Regions from separate parts of the Salmo salar genome. Here region 2 is linked to region 1. A link is a contact called in public Hi-C data. All regions are on one chromosome and are shown on one strand. Each heading gives the region's core, a stretch centred on a gene start, on an enhancer-like site or on the middle of the called end of the contact. The rest is flanking DNA. Distances are from core to core; before and after follow the strand shown. Region 1 overlaps LOC106599503 (partitioning defective 3 homolog). Region 2 overlaps LOC106599501 (cAMP-responsive element modulator).

Region 1 (6,871 bases), core at 748-3,247:
ACAACAGGCAATAGAGGGCTAACTATGTCCCCTGTAGTGTACAGTAATAGACAGAAGAGAATACCCAGACAGGACGTCTCAGTGTGTGAACTGAACGTGCTGCCACAGTGTGATAGTACACTGCTGCTACTGTTTATTGCCTATCCTGTTACCTAGTGTCTTTATGTACATATCTACCTCCATTACCTCGTACCCCTGCACATCGACTCGGTACTGCTACCCCGTGTGTGTACAGCAGCAAAGTTATCATTACTCATTGTGTATTTATTCCTCAAGTTAATGTTTCCTTTTTGTTCCCTCTGCATTGTTGGGAACAGCCCGTAAATAAGCATTTCACTGTTAGTCTACACTGAGTGTACAAAACATTAGGAACACATTCCTAATATTGAGTTGCACCCGCTTTTCCCCTCAAAATAGCCTCAATCGTCGGGGCATGGAATCTACAAGGTCGGTGTCGAAAGCGTTCACAGTAGTGTCAAGTTGGCTGGAAGTCCTTTGGGTGGTGGACCATTCTTGATACACACGGGAAACTGTTGATCATGAAAAACCGAGCAGCGTTGCAGTTCATGACACCCTCAAACCGGTGCGCCTGGCACCCAATAACACCCCGTTCAAAAGCACTTAGATCTTTGGTCTTGTTCCTTCACCCTCTGAATGGCACACATAAACAATCCATGTCTCAAGACTTAAAAATCCTTCTTTAACCTGTTTCTACCCCTTCGACTATACTGATTGAGATGGATTTACCAGGGGACATCAACATGGGATCATAGCTTTCATCTGGATTCACCTGGTCAGTCTGTCATGGAAAGAGCAGGTGTTCTTAATTTTTTGTACACTCAGTGAATACCTGTTGTTTACCAAGCATGTGACAAATCCATTTTTAATCAGGATTTGTTTTTATTGTGTGCCATGTAGGCCTAGCTACCACTTCCTGAATCCTCATTGCACCGACAAGCCATTTCTTCCCACAAACAAACCACCGCCGGCTGGCACTGGTGACTCACTGTGGGAACCCAGGTGGCTAGATGCCGCTGGTGTGTGTGTGTGTGTGTGTGTGTGTGTGTGTGTGTGTGTGTGTGTGTATAACAAGCCATCCTCTCTCCGGGCAGGGCAGCCTCTTGGGATTAACATGGAGGGTCCAGTGTTTGCTGTGTCATAAAACCAAGGACATGTCCCAAATGCACCCTATATAGTGTACTACTTTAGACCGGGCCCATAGAAGTCTGGTCAGAATGTACTGCACTATATAGGGAATAGGGTGCCATTTGTGATGCAGACAAGTACTGGCCAAGTGTGGGAAACAGAGCCAAACCCCAGGGTTAGTGGTTTCCTGTTTTACTAGGCGAGACGTTTCAATGAGCTGTTACATGTAACGATGAAAGCACGTACACATTCTGCCACCGACGACTACATTAGTCCAGCAACGTCAGAGCAGGACAATCTCAATGACTCTGTACCAAGGGAGACCTCTGCTGGTCAAAGTTAGACTGTCCTGACAGAGAGAGAACAGAGAACACAAAACTGGGCAGTATTACTGTGTTGACCTAGGATCAGGTCCCCTCTCTGTCCATATGATCTTATTCCTTCTGATCTAAAAGACAAAACTGATCCTAGAGCAGGACTCCAACTCTGAAATGCTTTATGAATACAGACCTTAATCTCATGAATGGACCTGAACATTCAAAGGATGTATTCCATTAACTTGGATCGATTAGACAGGTACAAGGATGGCGCCTCTACCTAAAACAGCATCAACAACACTGGAAACCTAACCCTAACTCCTAGCCTTTATCCCCAAACCCTAATCCTAAACCCCTTAGAAATAGCATTTTTCCTTGTGGGGACGAACAAAATGTCCCCAGCTTGATTTTTTGGGTTAGTTTACTATTCTCTCACACACACCCTTCGGTTGGAGGCGAGGCTACAGTTCATACGTAACTAAGCCATATCTGAGATGAGGATCCAGCTGAGAACAGAACACAAAGCGGTATCGCAGAGTTTCTAAACCCACAGACTTCCGGGACCTCTTGTGAAATAGACCGAGAAGACCAGGCCGGGGTTTAGGGTTTGAGAAGTCAATGAGAGAAGTGAAAAATTCTTCCTTAGTTCATTTTCTCCAAATCTAAAAGGTATAACCTAGATTTGAGCTAATGTCTTAAGTAGCTGAACATGTTATTACCACAGCCTCGTGAGAGTGACACGACACGTTTTCATTTTAGTCAAAAACTATATCGAAAGAATGCATTTGATTTGACGGCCTGCACATGCGTAGTTCGGCATGAAACGACCGTTAGACCCGATGAAATGTTTCTGCGCATGAGCGTAGCTAGCCAACGTAACCATGACATCGCCTGTGCGATCAGAGACTTCTATTGGAGAATAAGCGTTTGTCCATCTCCATGGCTGTGTTGTGTGTTGGTGTATCTGGTTTTATAGCAGTTGCTGGGTAGTTGTGGTCGTGGCTCCAAAAACATGTAGGCCAATAACAGCTCATTGTGGCTGCTCTTAAAAAACAGAAATGTCAGTTGTCAAGGTCTTTGGGTGCCAATAATCAGTTATTATTAGGTTAAGAAAACAGCCTAAAGCACTTTTTCAATCTTTCATTCACACAAACGTTCAACAAAAGGTTAGAAATATGAATAATCTTCCATGCACTACTATTACTGTATGATAACTAAACAGCAGGCCTATGTTCCTTCATGGATTTGTAGCTAAGGGGAAAATCATTAACGTACACCAAGCTTCAATAAGGCTCACATACGTGAATACACCGTTTCAAAAGGCAACACATTATCACTGAAAAGCTTAAGATATTACAGTCAGCCAGGGTGAGAATTGCACAGTCAGCCATAGTTGAGATGAAGCAGTGGAGGGGAAAAAGGAAAGACCTGTTGCACTTACAGATGTACACCTCAGGAGGGCAGCATTGTTCCTCTGTACTGAACATGGACTTACTACATGCTGGCTAAGGATCGGTTTGTAGTGATACCATGTCTACTTGACAAGCACACACAAAAATATTGGTTTTATCGTTACTACTGGTATGTCAAATAGTTTATGTTGAAGAGATTGCTAAGAAATCAGTCTTCATTTTCAGGAAACAAACGAGAAAAGTTTGTCCTTTACCCCAATTTCCCTCAGAGCATAAACAATATTCAGCTGGGAGATGAAGGGAGGTTCAGATCTGATTAACATCTGCTCTTCATCTTTTACAGCCTGGATGTGTCCGAAAGAGACCAAATTCCCTTTATAGTGCACCCTGTTTAATATGGACTCCTGTGGACTTCACACACAAATAATCAGATTTTCCCTGTGGCCTCATACAGCAGACATAAACCCACACTGTCTGGGAGAAAGTATTCACACCCCTTAACTTTCTCCACATTTTGTTGTGTTACAAAAGGGGGGTTAAAAAGGATTTAAGTGTCGTTTTCTGTCAATATACACAAAATACTCTGTCAAAGTAGAAGAATAATTCACAAAAACATTAGAATGTATGGAAAACCCTAATATACTGTATCTTGAAAATAAATCTGTGTTTTAAACCATTACACCCCAGCTAGAAATGAGGAATAGGCCTAGAAGCGGCCCAACTGATTTAATCGGCCCGGAATCAGGTGTCGGACTCGGCCCGGAATCAAAATGAATGACTGCCCAGAATCGGCCCAAGTATGTCGGGCCGTTTCAGTCTACCGGAATTACCCGATTTAGTAATTTTATATATTACTATTATACATTTTATAAATACAAATTATACCCATCCACAAAAATCACATTGGGTCGGAGGAAACACCATACGCCTGGTGACCGTGCATATGTGCCTTGCCCGCCACAGCGCAATGGGACAAGGACTTCCCGGCCGGCCAAATCCTCCCAACTCAGACGACGCTGGGCCAATTGTGCGTCGCCTCATGGGTCTCTGCACGGGTCTCGAACCAGCATCTGTAGCAATGCAGTGTCTTAGACTGCTGAGCCGCCCAGGAGGCTCCATGCAAAGTTTTTAATGCTTATCAATTGCCTTGCACAAAGTATCAAAAAACGCTAATACTACACAGGGCTCGTAAAGAATTACATTTAAATGTTAATTGTATTTTTTTGATCACAGAAACAATGAGAAAATATGGAAAAATAAATAATGAAATGTTAATTATATAAAGCAGCTCGTGTAATCATCTGCCAGAGAGTAGCCCCAATCGGCCCGAGCCCCAAGTATTACATTTGGGCCAGATAACTCACACCGGAATCGGCCTGAGCCCAATCCCCACATTCTAGACAAAAGTAATACATTACATCGACCGAGTCAGACTCCCAGCCGAGTGCCCCAACTCAGACAGAAATCGGCCCAGATCCACTGTGCTAGCTGGGACCAGTGTTTTATATTGAAAGTCAACAGTGAGTTTTTGCTTCAATAGTGTGTTACGTTCCCCAGGAAGAAAACCAAAAATGTCACTCAAACAGAAGGGGGAACTAACAAAGTCACTGACCAACAACCAAAACATAACAGGTGGGTTTCAGGAGGGGTTCTGAAAGACACTCATGGGGTGTGTTCACTGACAGTTGCCTAGCAACAACCAGGACCTAAAAGACACCCACAATGAGCACCCACTAACTTTGTCCAAGAAGAAGCAAACAAAAGAAAAATCCACACCAAACTTAAAGACAGGAAACAAACCAAAAAAGGTGGAGCAAAACGAGAAACAGGGATATCAGAAAGGATTGTTTGTCTAGAAATCAAAATAGGTAGAGTCAACTAAAAGGAGTTAACCCTCCGCATCCATCAAGACAACTGGAGCACTGAGCCAGCCACTCCTAAATAGCACCTGGGTCAGCACAGGTGAAACACCTTCCCACTAACGACACCCGAATGTGTAATACTTACACGGTGAGCCCTACCTGCTATACGCTATACGTGCAAAAGTCCAACCTCAAAACACAAATGGAAAAACCTAAACATGTAACAAGTGTAATAAGAGGTGTGCAACACATTCAGCAGAAAATGTTTTCACATGATAACGCCATTTGGCTAGCAGCCACAAATAGCTAGGTACATTAGCTTACAATGAAAATGCAAGGCATTTTTGTCCGAGAATGCAGCCAGAAAAACACCCTAATGTTTTGCTTGAAGTTAAACTTGCATTTTAAATTGCAGTCTAAGAAAAACTACACTGGAGGAAAGTAGCGGAGAAAAGTTGTCCACACATCAGATCGTGTCAGATCTCGGTCTGGTGATCCAATGAGGGGAGCAAAGATATTTCCTCCAAGTGGAGAAGTACAACTGAAGCAGGAAATTGTCCTTTCATATACATGATTTTGACTGTGGCTGAAGCCGAGTAGAATTTACAATAAGAAGCATTTTAGATCTGCATTTACTAAACCCAGCGAGATATTTCTTCTGCGTTTTATCTTTCCTTTTCTGCATGAAAATGGCAAAATCCTGCATTAACACGATCCCTGGTGATGTCTTGGATTTGCCCCAAACACTTTGTATCTAGGACAGAAAGTACATTGTCAAATTTTTAACAGTATTACTTTAGTGCCTTATTGCAAACTGGATGCACGTTTTGATTATGATTCTTTTGTACAGGCTTCCTTTTCACTCTGTCATTTGTTAGTATTGTGGAGTAACTAGAATGTTGATCCATCCTCAGTTCTATTATCACAGCCATTAAAAAAATAAAATAATCTAAAAACATAATTCTACTTCCACATTATGGGGTATTGTGTGTGTGTGTGTGTGTGTGTGTGGATCAGTGAGACATTCTCAATTTAAACCATTTTCAATTCAGGCTGTAACAAAATGTAGAAAAAGTCAAGGGGTGTGAATAATTTGAAGGCTCTGTAAATGTCAGGAAAATCACAAACTGCTTGAATATCTTGGTTTGATTTTCACACAATGATCCTGATGACAAATTAGGCGTAGCCTACTCGAGCAGGCTGTAAAAGAGAGGGCTACAAATGTTAACTTAAAGCTGGAATCCTTAGCGGTGAAACTGCCACGTCCGCTTGAGATATTACAACAACAAAAGACGTTACTTCAAACAACCAAGACTTTTTTCCTTTGGACGTCGCAAATATGATGCTAGACGCTCATCTCCTCCAGTTAAAAACAAAAACAAGTGAGCCTGGGGCGCTGTTCCACCTTGGATCCCAGCTTTAAAGAGGGAGCAAAAGAAAAAGCTTGCGTCTTAAGCCATTCTCTGACTTACTGCATCTTGCCCCCATGTACAGATCTTCACTCGTCTCAGTACCTAAAAAGGCTTGCTACATTATTAACAACCGTTCTGGCCACAGACACATGACAGAGCAGGAGAGCCAACCAAAAGCAGATCAAAGGCTTCGCTCATTCGCTCTCTGCAGTCCTGCAACTGCTCCCCATCTCCCTGACTGCATGACTATCCATGACTCAGTCATGTAAACGTGGGTGTGTTCCTCTCATGGGGGATGGGCTGAATGAAGGTGAGACTTAACGGTAGCCTACACACACCACTGCTACAATACACTGCTTTATGTGGTTCATCATAGCTCCATGGAAACCTAGGCTAACAAGGAGTACTGTCACCAAGGCAGTAGAAGGCTACCAATGAGCCACAGAGCGCTGGCAAGGTATTTCCCATGAGGCTGTGAGTGCTCCCATAAGGCTGGCTTTCATTAACTCACCAACTACACCCACCTTTTGGGAAGCACAACATGTGGCTTGTAAAACACAAGGTATATTCAGTCTTAACAGAAGGAAACGCTCAATATATTTTTCTGTATACAGGCCTACTTCTAGGTCAATGTACAGTGAATTTCTTGACAAATGTGCTTCACACTGGTCTTAATGAGTCGTGCCCAAATGATGAATACCCAGTGACAGCTTGCTTTCACA
Region 2 (7,283 bases), core at 2,228-4,727, 110 kb after region 1:
ACACACAGTCAGATAGATAAAGAGAGAGAAAGTGTGTAATACTGTGGATCCCAGATTGTTAGAGAGTAGAAGATATGGCTGTTACTGGAGATGAGACTGAATCAGGTATGTGACTATCTTTTAGTCCTTTCTCAGTATTTCTCACTTTTATAGCAAGTTAAATGTATCATGCTGGCAGTGATAGACAATGTATACCTGCATTGTTGTTCAATTCAGAGATGTTCTTGCATTGTTTCTGTATTTAGAGGGCTAAATACATGTTTTCTTGTGAGTAATTACTTTAAAGTTTGGATTATTAAGTGTCTTTCCAGAACTTTTAGAATTTATTCAAAAGTGTGTGTAGTCTACCATAGTTATTAAATCATAGCAGTTGGCTTAGTTGGAAGCCTCAAAAGCTGTGTTTCAGAGTATTTTTTTCTCAAAATACTGTATTTTTAAGAGAGCATAGGAAACCAATAGCAAACTGAATGACGTGCACTGACTTACTAATTCAGGTTAATAGATAGCTACTACAGAGGCATCCTGCCCACAGTTCTCTCTCTCGGAGACTTGAAAACGTTACAAGAGTACTGTATAATTACCATTCAACATTCCTATAGTGAAAAGCTAGCCATTATGTTGACCGAACACGGCAGTAAGTGTTTAGTTAGCTTGCTCAACCCAGTTCCTGTCTGTCTGCTTGCCCCCTAAAACACACAAACAGAACGCTTCTCTGGAGCAGCCAGGGAGATGAGGGGGAGGGGGAGGGGTGGCGTTGACGTCACTCCGGTTTCCTGGAACCAGATGGGGCCAGGGAAATGAGAATGCTAACTGTCGAGTGAGACTCACATTGACGTCAGCCGGGAGTCATACTGTGATTCCAGACAGAACAGAGCCCTCTGTGGGAGCAGTGAAAGAGCAGTGATCACAGCTTCAGCGCTACCAGCTTAGTCATCCACTCTGATAACGACAGGAGAGAGAAGAATTCAGCCTCGTTTATCCCTTTAGATCTGCAAGCTGTTACTTGCTCACTCTTTCGTTCAAACACAAGTGCAGTGGTGGCATTTGGGCTATTATAAATTCATAAATGAAAAATTAGTAAAATGTTTTGTTGTGAAAATAGTTGTTTTGAATAAGTGTTTATTCTTGCCATATAAGGATAGTTTTCTCCTGTATTTACTTTGGAGTATCAGAACACTTCAGAGAGACATTTATCAACATATCAGTGGTCAGATCAGAACCACATTCCTACACCAAGGAGCACATTGGAAATACTCTTTCATGTGTTCTCTTCTGGGTTTTTTATACATGTATTGTGTTCTTCTAGTTTTTTTATTGACCGATAGTGGTCAGAAATGTAGATTGGGAGATGGATAAGAGGGATACAATATGGAAAGTGAGTGGGGGAATGGGGGATCAAACCGCGGCTTAGGACTGCTTTGTACTTTGAAATTGTTTTCAAAGTACAAGATTTGACCCAGAAATGAATGAATCATCACCAAATAATATAGGCTGAAACGTAGGCTACAGCCAGTGCTACTGTCACTTGGATGGCAGTTATCCACCCAGTAACTAGAGAAGACGATTGTCTTAACATAATTGTCTAACAAAGACATGTCAAGGAGGTAGTTACATTTAGATTTTAGTCATTTAGCAGACACTCTTATCCAGAGCGACTTACAGTAGTGAATGCATACATTTCATTTCATACATCTTTTCCCCCCGTACTGGTCCCACGTGGGAATCGAACCCACAACCCTGGCGTTGCAAGCACCATGCTCTACCAACTGAGCCACACGGGACTGGTTGTAGTAACCCCCCCCCCACACACACAGTATACTACAACATTCTATAGAAAGTACTACACATGATCAAGGGATAGTTTAGTGTGTAGTCTAGTATTCTACAGTATACTACAGAATTCATTAGTAAGTACTGTAGTATTCTATAGTAAACTGTATTATTTGTTCATGTGGGTACTCAAACCACACAAAAGCTAGATCTGTGCTTAGGCCCTACTGTCCCTAATTTGGCACCTGTGCTGTGATCTTAAATCTGTCTGTTGAAAAATAACATCATTGAAATGAGGTTTGGTTTGCTTAATTCACGGTCCGTTGGAATCTGGGCTTGTCTGGTTGTTTAACAGAAAAAACAATAAACAAGTGTCCAGTTGTTTTTTGTTGTTAAATGGACCCATCTACATGATGTGTTCAGCGTTTATGTCAAATTTTTGGTCGCTTATCCTCTAAGTAGATAGATGAGAAATCTGTGTGATTGAAGGACTGGAGTAAAAAAAATACAGCACTTGGTTTTTGCCCCAACGAGCTAAATATAGGTAAGTGGTCAATGCAAGCGAGAATTTGTTCTCCAGTGACCACCTTGCTTGAATAAATGACTTAAATCACTTCCAATTCTGATGTCCTGTCTGTCTGTGCAAGTGATAAACTTATTTAAAAGAAGTCCTATTAAAACTAACCCTGGTGTTCTGTCTGGGTCGCCTAGCTGCCACTGGAGATATGCCAGCATACCAGCTGCGTTCGCCCACCTCGTCGGGCCTGCACCAGGGTCTGGTGATGGCTGCGTCCCCAGGCTCCCTGTCCATGCACAATCCCCCGGTGCACACTGAGGAGGTCACACGCAAAAGGGAGGTCCGCCTCATGAAGAACAGGTGAGACAGACACAGGTTGTGTCCCAAGTTGGCACCCTATTCCCTTTATGGTGCACTACTTTTTCCCCAGGGGCCCTGATCAAAAGTAGTGAAATATATAGGGAGTCGGGTGCCTTTTGGGACACATATTAGTTTTACTCTGTTGCTCTGAATTTGGTCAACAACTGCAAAAGGGGGACAGATTTCAAAATCATTCATGGTCCTCATTCTCAGTTTCCTGTAGATTTTAAAGCACCCCTTTGATAATTGATTATCTATAAAGGTTGACTGGATGTTATGGGAAGTCTCTAAAATGTTTTGGATTGGTGCTTAGAGCTGGGATTTATCCCACTGACCGTCTCTTTTCCTCTGTCTTCTCTAGGGAAGCTGCACGGGAGTGCCGCAAAAAAAAGAAAGAGTATGTCAAGTGTCTGGAGAACCGTGTGGCCGTGCTGGAAAACCAAAACAAGACCCTCATTGAGGAACTCAAAGCACTAAAGGACATTTACTGCCACAAGAATGAGTAGCTGCTCTCAGCCTTGTACCAGGAGAGAGAGAGAGATCCTACTGAGAAAGCAGAGTGGAGTTTACAGATTGACTGCTGTAAAAGAAAGACTCTGGGACAAAAACTACTTTCACTGTCTTTGTTTCTCGTTTACTCCGCTTGTTTGGGCCCAGTCAATTTGATGCTGCACCGGAGGTTGTTAGGTGGCCATAGGCTTGTGCTCTCTGGGCTGAAGTCAAGTCCTGCTCCGGACAGGGCCCCTGTCTGTCCTCGCGCTTGTATGTGAATACACAAGTGACTCCCAGCCGCGTTTGCTTCTGCTGTTTGCAGGGAGGCAGCCAATGAGATGCCAGCCTGCAGAGGAAGAGAAAGAGGAAGTAGAAATGCTTCCTGAAGGCACAGCGCTCACCACCACTGGCTCACCGCATTGAAGAAGCAGAAGCTGCGAAAGAGCCTCACTATCAGCCAGCAAGTTCACATTAAGTGCACGCAGACTCACCAGCAAGCCAACCTACCTTAGCCTGAGTGCCAGTCTGTTTGTGCTGTCATGCCAACTCCTTGTTACTTTATCACATTTGGCTTGCAAATGAAAGCATTTGAGTTGGCAAGAGTACAAACAGATCTGGGACCAGGCTAAACCTATATGTCTTTACTTGTCACTGCTAGCTACAGTTCTCATATTACTGTACTTCTCTGCTCACCTTGGCTGTTGTCAACATACCTTTGTTAAATCAGATGGACCTCTTCTTTCAGCACAGTGTGATGAGTAAATACACTTTCCGAAATCATTCGAGTTTTGAAATTCTATATTTGTCCGTTTGAGTGTCAATCGGAGTTGTCTAATGACTTCACGTGTTACCTGAATCAATGTGTAAGTCCCAGTGTCAAGGATGTGAGTATACGCCTTTCACTTGCTCTTTTCAAACGACACAGTTCAATGTAAAATAAACATGGCTTGGCCCTCGGATGAGTGTATATTAAATAATTATATATTTCTAGCCATTGGGGGAATCTTATCTCACCAAGACCATCTTGAAATGACTTCTGCTTTACCACACAAAATTGCTACATTTGATGTTTACTGAATCGCTCACCAGTCGTTGTCCCCTTTGTCTGTCTGTCTCAGAACAGTACTGTGCCAGTGTACTGTACAAAAGAAGCACTGAAAGTGCTGATAAGCTGACGTTTGGGTATTTTGATACTCGTTATAAACGTTTTATGTGAATTCGTTGATCATAACAGATCGGATATGTCCCAAATGGCCCACTATTCCCTTTATAGTGCACTACCTGAGTTCTGTGGGCCCAGGTCAAAATTAGTGCACTAAATAGGGAATAGTGTGCCAGTTGGCATGTACAAAATAGTTAATGACTGCGCTGTTTTAAAAGGTATGTCCATGAGAGCACAGACCTGACTATGATGATGATGATGATGATGATGGATGCAGCTTCGTTTTCTTTCCTCACACCAGTTCTGCTTGCAGTGATTTTGCAGCCTCTTGCTTGCTTTTAATTTCCTGATAACCTTTCTGTTTACAGGTATATGTCCTTTGTATGTTTGTTGTCAGGCCAGTGGTTATACAATTCAGGTGAGATGTAAAATACATTTGATCTCAGTAAATGTTTTGGATAGAATGGAATAGTATGTCAAACAGGTTAGCTCTTAAAACCAGATGTTCACCTCATGTGTATTGATCCCTCTTATGTTTCAAGATTGTCAAAATATACTATTTCTAATAAAATGTCCATACCACAGTATGAATTACAGTGAAATTATTTGTTAGATTAATCCTCAGTCAGAAAACTACACACTATATGGACTGAAGTCTACCACACCATGCCTTTGGGCTCACCTCTGAAATAACAAGCACAAGAATGAACACATACCAGCCAACATCATTTATCTTCACCTCAAACACCATAACATTTCACAACAGACTAGTCAACAGACAACAGAAGTGTGTTACACCTTACATCCTCATGACGCTCTAACATATTTCATTATGATACTCCAGGCATCAGATACAATAAGCAGAAATGCATATAAGAAATAGATTTTCTCCCCTTGGGTCCCCAAGGAATATCACACAGACTGTTACACCCTGATCTGTTTCACCTGTCCTTGTGATTGTCTCCACCCCCTCCAGGTGTTGCTTATTTTCCCCAGTGTATTTATCCCTGTGTTTCCTGTCTCTCTGTGCCAGTTCGTCTTGTATGTTTAGTCAAGTCAACCAGTGTGTTTTTCCTGTATTCTTTTTTGCTGTACTCCTTTTTTCTAGTCTTCCCGGTTTTGACCCTTGAATGTTTCTGGACTCTGTACCCGCCTGCCTGACCATTCTGCCTGCCTTGACCACGAGCCTGTCTGCCACTCTTTACCTCCTGGATTCTGATATGGTTTTGACCTTTTGCCTGTCCACGACCATTCTCTTGCCTACCCTTTGGATTATTAAACATTGTAAGACTCCAACCATCTGCCTCCTGTGTCTGCATCTGGGTCTCGCCTTGTGCCTTGATATAGACCATCTCAAGTACAAGAACAGTTTTAGTGCTTTATAGTATAGTTAGGAAACAACTTTTATACCTTGTCTCTGCTCTAACTGTTTCTTCTGATATTTTTAAGCCTTGGCTTTCTAATTTCTCTGGAAGTATTAGTGTGAAGGTGTAGTGCATGATTCTCTCCTGTTCTGTGGACACTGCAGAGTGGATGGGCTGGACCTGTGAACAGAGGGGCTTTGGAATGAAACCTTAAAACAACTGTTTTTCCTCACTGTTCTGTTATTGTAAAGCCAATCTGTGACCCTCCACTATATTCTGTGATGTCAACACAATCTACGAGTGCGTATCTAGTACAATGTGTTCGAGAGGTGGTCTGAGTTCAGTTCTCTTGAAATCCTTGGTTCGGTTCCCTTTTCTAGGGCAATGTGAACACAAAGCTCCCCAGGTTCGCTTGTCATTATTTCCGCACCACACACTAGACTACTGCAACAGCATTTCCCCTGACATAACCCCTCACATTGGTGCCACAAGAGAAGATGATCATGTAGGTTCGCTGAAAAAAATGTGAGCTGTATTTGCGTTTTGATTAGCGATTGTCAAGGATGCACAGAAATTCCTAAATGTGTGTGGAGTTTTTAGTTCAAGATTATTTGTTTTCCAATATGTGATCTATAGGCTAAGAGCGCTTCATAAGCTGTTTAATGATTGTGGGGTTTGAATAGTGTGAGAACGACAACATACATGACCAAAAGTATGTGGACACCTGCACGTCAATCTCATTCCAAAATCATGGCATTAATATGGAGTTGGTCCCCCCTTTGATACTATAACAGCCTCCACTCTTCTGGGATGGCTTTCCACTAGATGTTGGAACATTGCTGCGGGGACTTGCTTCCATTCAGCCACAAGAGCATTAGTGAGGTCGGGCACTGATGTTGAGTGATTAGGCCTTGCTCTCAGTCGGTGTTCCAATTCATCACAAAGGTGTTCGATGGGGTTGAGGTCAGGGCTCTGTGCAGGCCAGTCAAGTTCTTCCACACTGATCTCGACAAACCATTTTTGTATGGACCTCGCTTTGTGCATGGGGCATTGTCATGCTGAAACAGGAAAGGGCCTTCCCCAAACTGTTTCCACAAACTTGGAAGCACAGAATTGTCTAGACTGTCATTGTATGCTTTAAGATTTCTCTTCACTGGAACTGAGGGCCCTAACCCGAACCATGAAAAACAGCCATATGCATTGGGGCGGGTAGCGTTCTCCTGGAATCCGCCAAACAGAGATTTGTCCAGACAGCCAGATGGTGAAGCATGATTCATCACTACAGAGAACGCATTTCCATTGCCCCAATGGCAGTGAGCTTTACACCAATCCAGCCGACACTTGGCATTGTGCATGGTGATCTTAGGCTTGTGTGCGGCTACTCGGCCATGGAAACCCATTTCATGAAGCTCCCGACGAACAGTTATTGTGCTGATGTTGCTTCCAGAGGCAGTTTGGAACTCAGTAGTGAGTGTTGCAACAGAGGGCAGACAATTTTTATGCGCTTCAGCACTCGGCGGTCCTATTCGGTGAGCTTGTGTGGCCTACCACTTCGCGGCTTAGCCGTTGTTGCTCCTGGACATTTCCACTTCACAATAACAGCACTTACAGTTGACTG

The links. Hi-C and Micro-C count contacts between places; a contact is called where the count stands out from the background.
Region 2: a contact with region 1 is called in a Hi-C map of gill, with 5 times the contacts expected there. The contact joins two enhancer-like sites. A contact is called at or near these places in 2 of 3 Hi-C or Micro-C datasets (gill and muscle).

What each region holds. Positions count from the first base shown.
Region 1 is chrssa03:21,219,229-21,226,099 of Ssal_v3.1, forward strand. The region is part of intron 2 of LOC106599503 (partitioning defective 3 homolog); the gene reads right to left. Among protein-coding and RNA genes, the nearest start is that of LOC106599503, 84 kb to the right of the region's middle. Within about 2 kb of position 1,998, at least 3 of the 13 cell types and tissues checked have an H3K27ac peak or open chromatin away from gene starts, as enhancers often do. A contact at or near this core is called in gill, where this site is marked.
Region 2 is chrssa03:21,327,209-21,334,491 of Ssal_v3.1, forward strand. It overlaps LOC106599501 (cAMP-responsive element modulator), which reads left to right. Exons shown (of 8, transcript XM_014190770.2): 7 at 2,482-2,647; 8 at 3,009-4,885. The coding sequence ends at 3,153. Among protein-coding and RNA genes, the nearest start is that of LOC106599493, 7.7 kb to the right of the region's middle. Within about 2 kb of position 3,478, at least 3 of the 13 cell types and tissues checked have an H3K27ac peak or open chromatin away from gene starts, as enhancers often do. A contact at or near this core is called in gill, where this site is marked.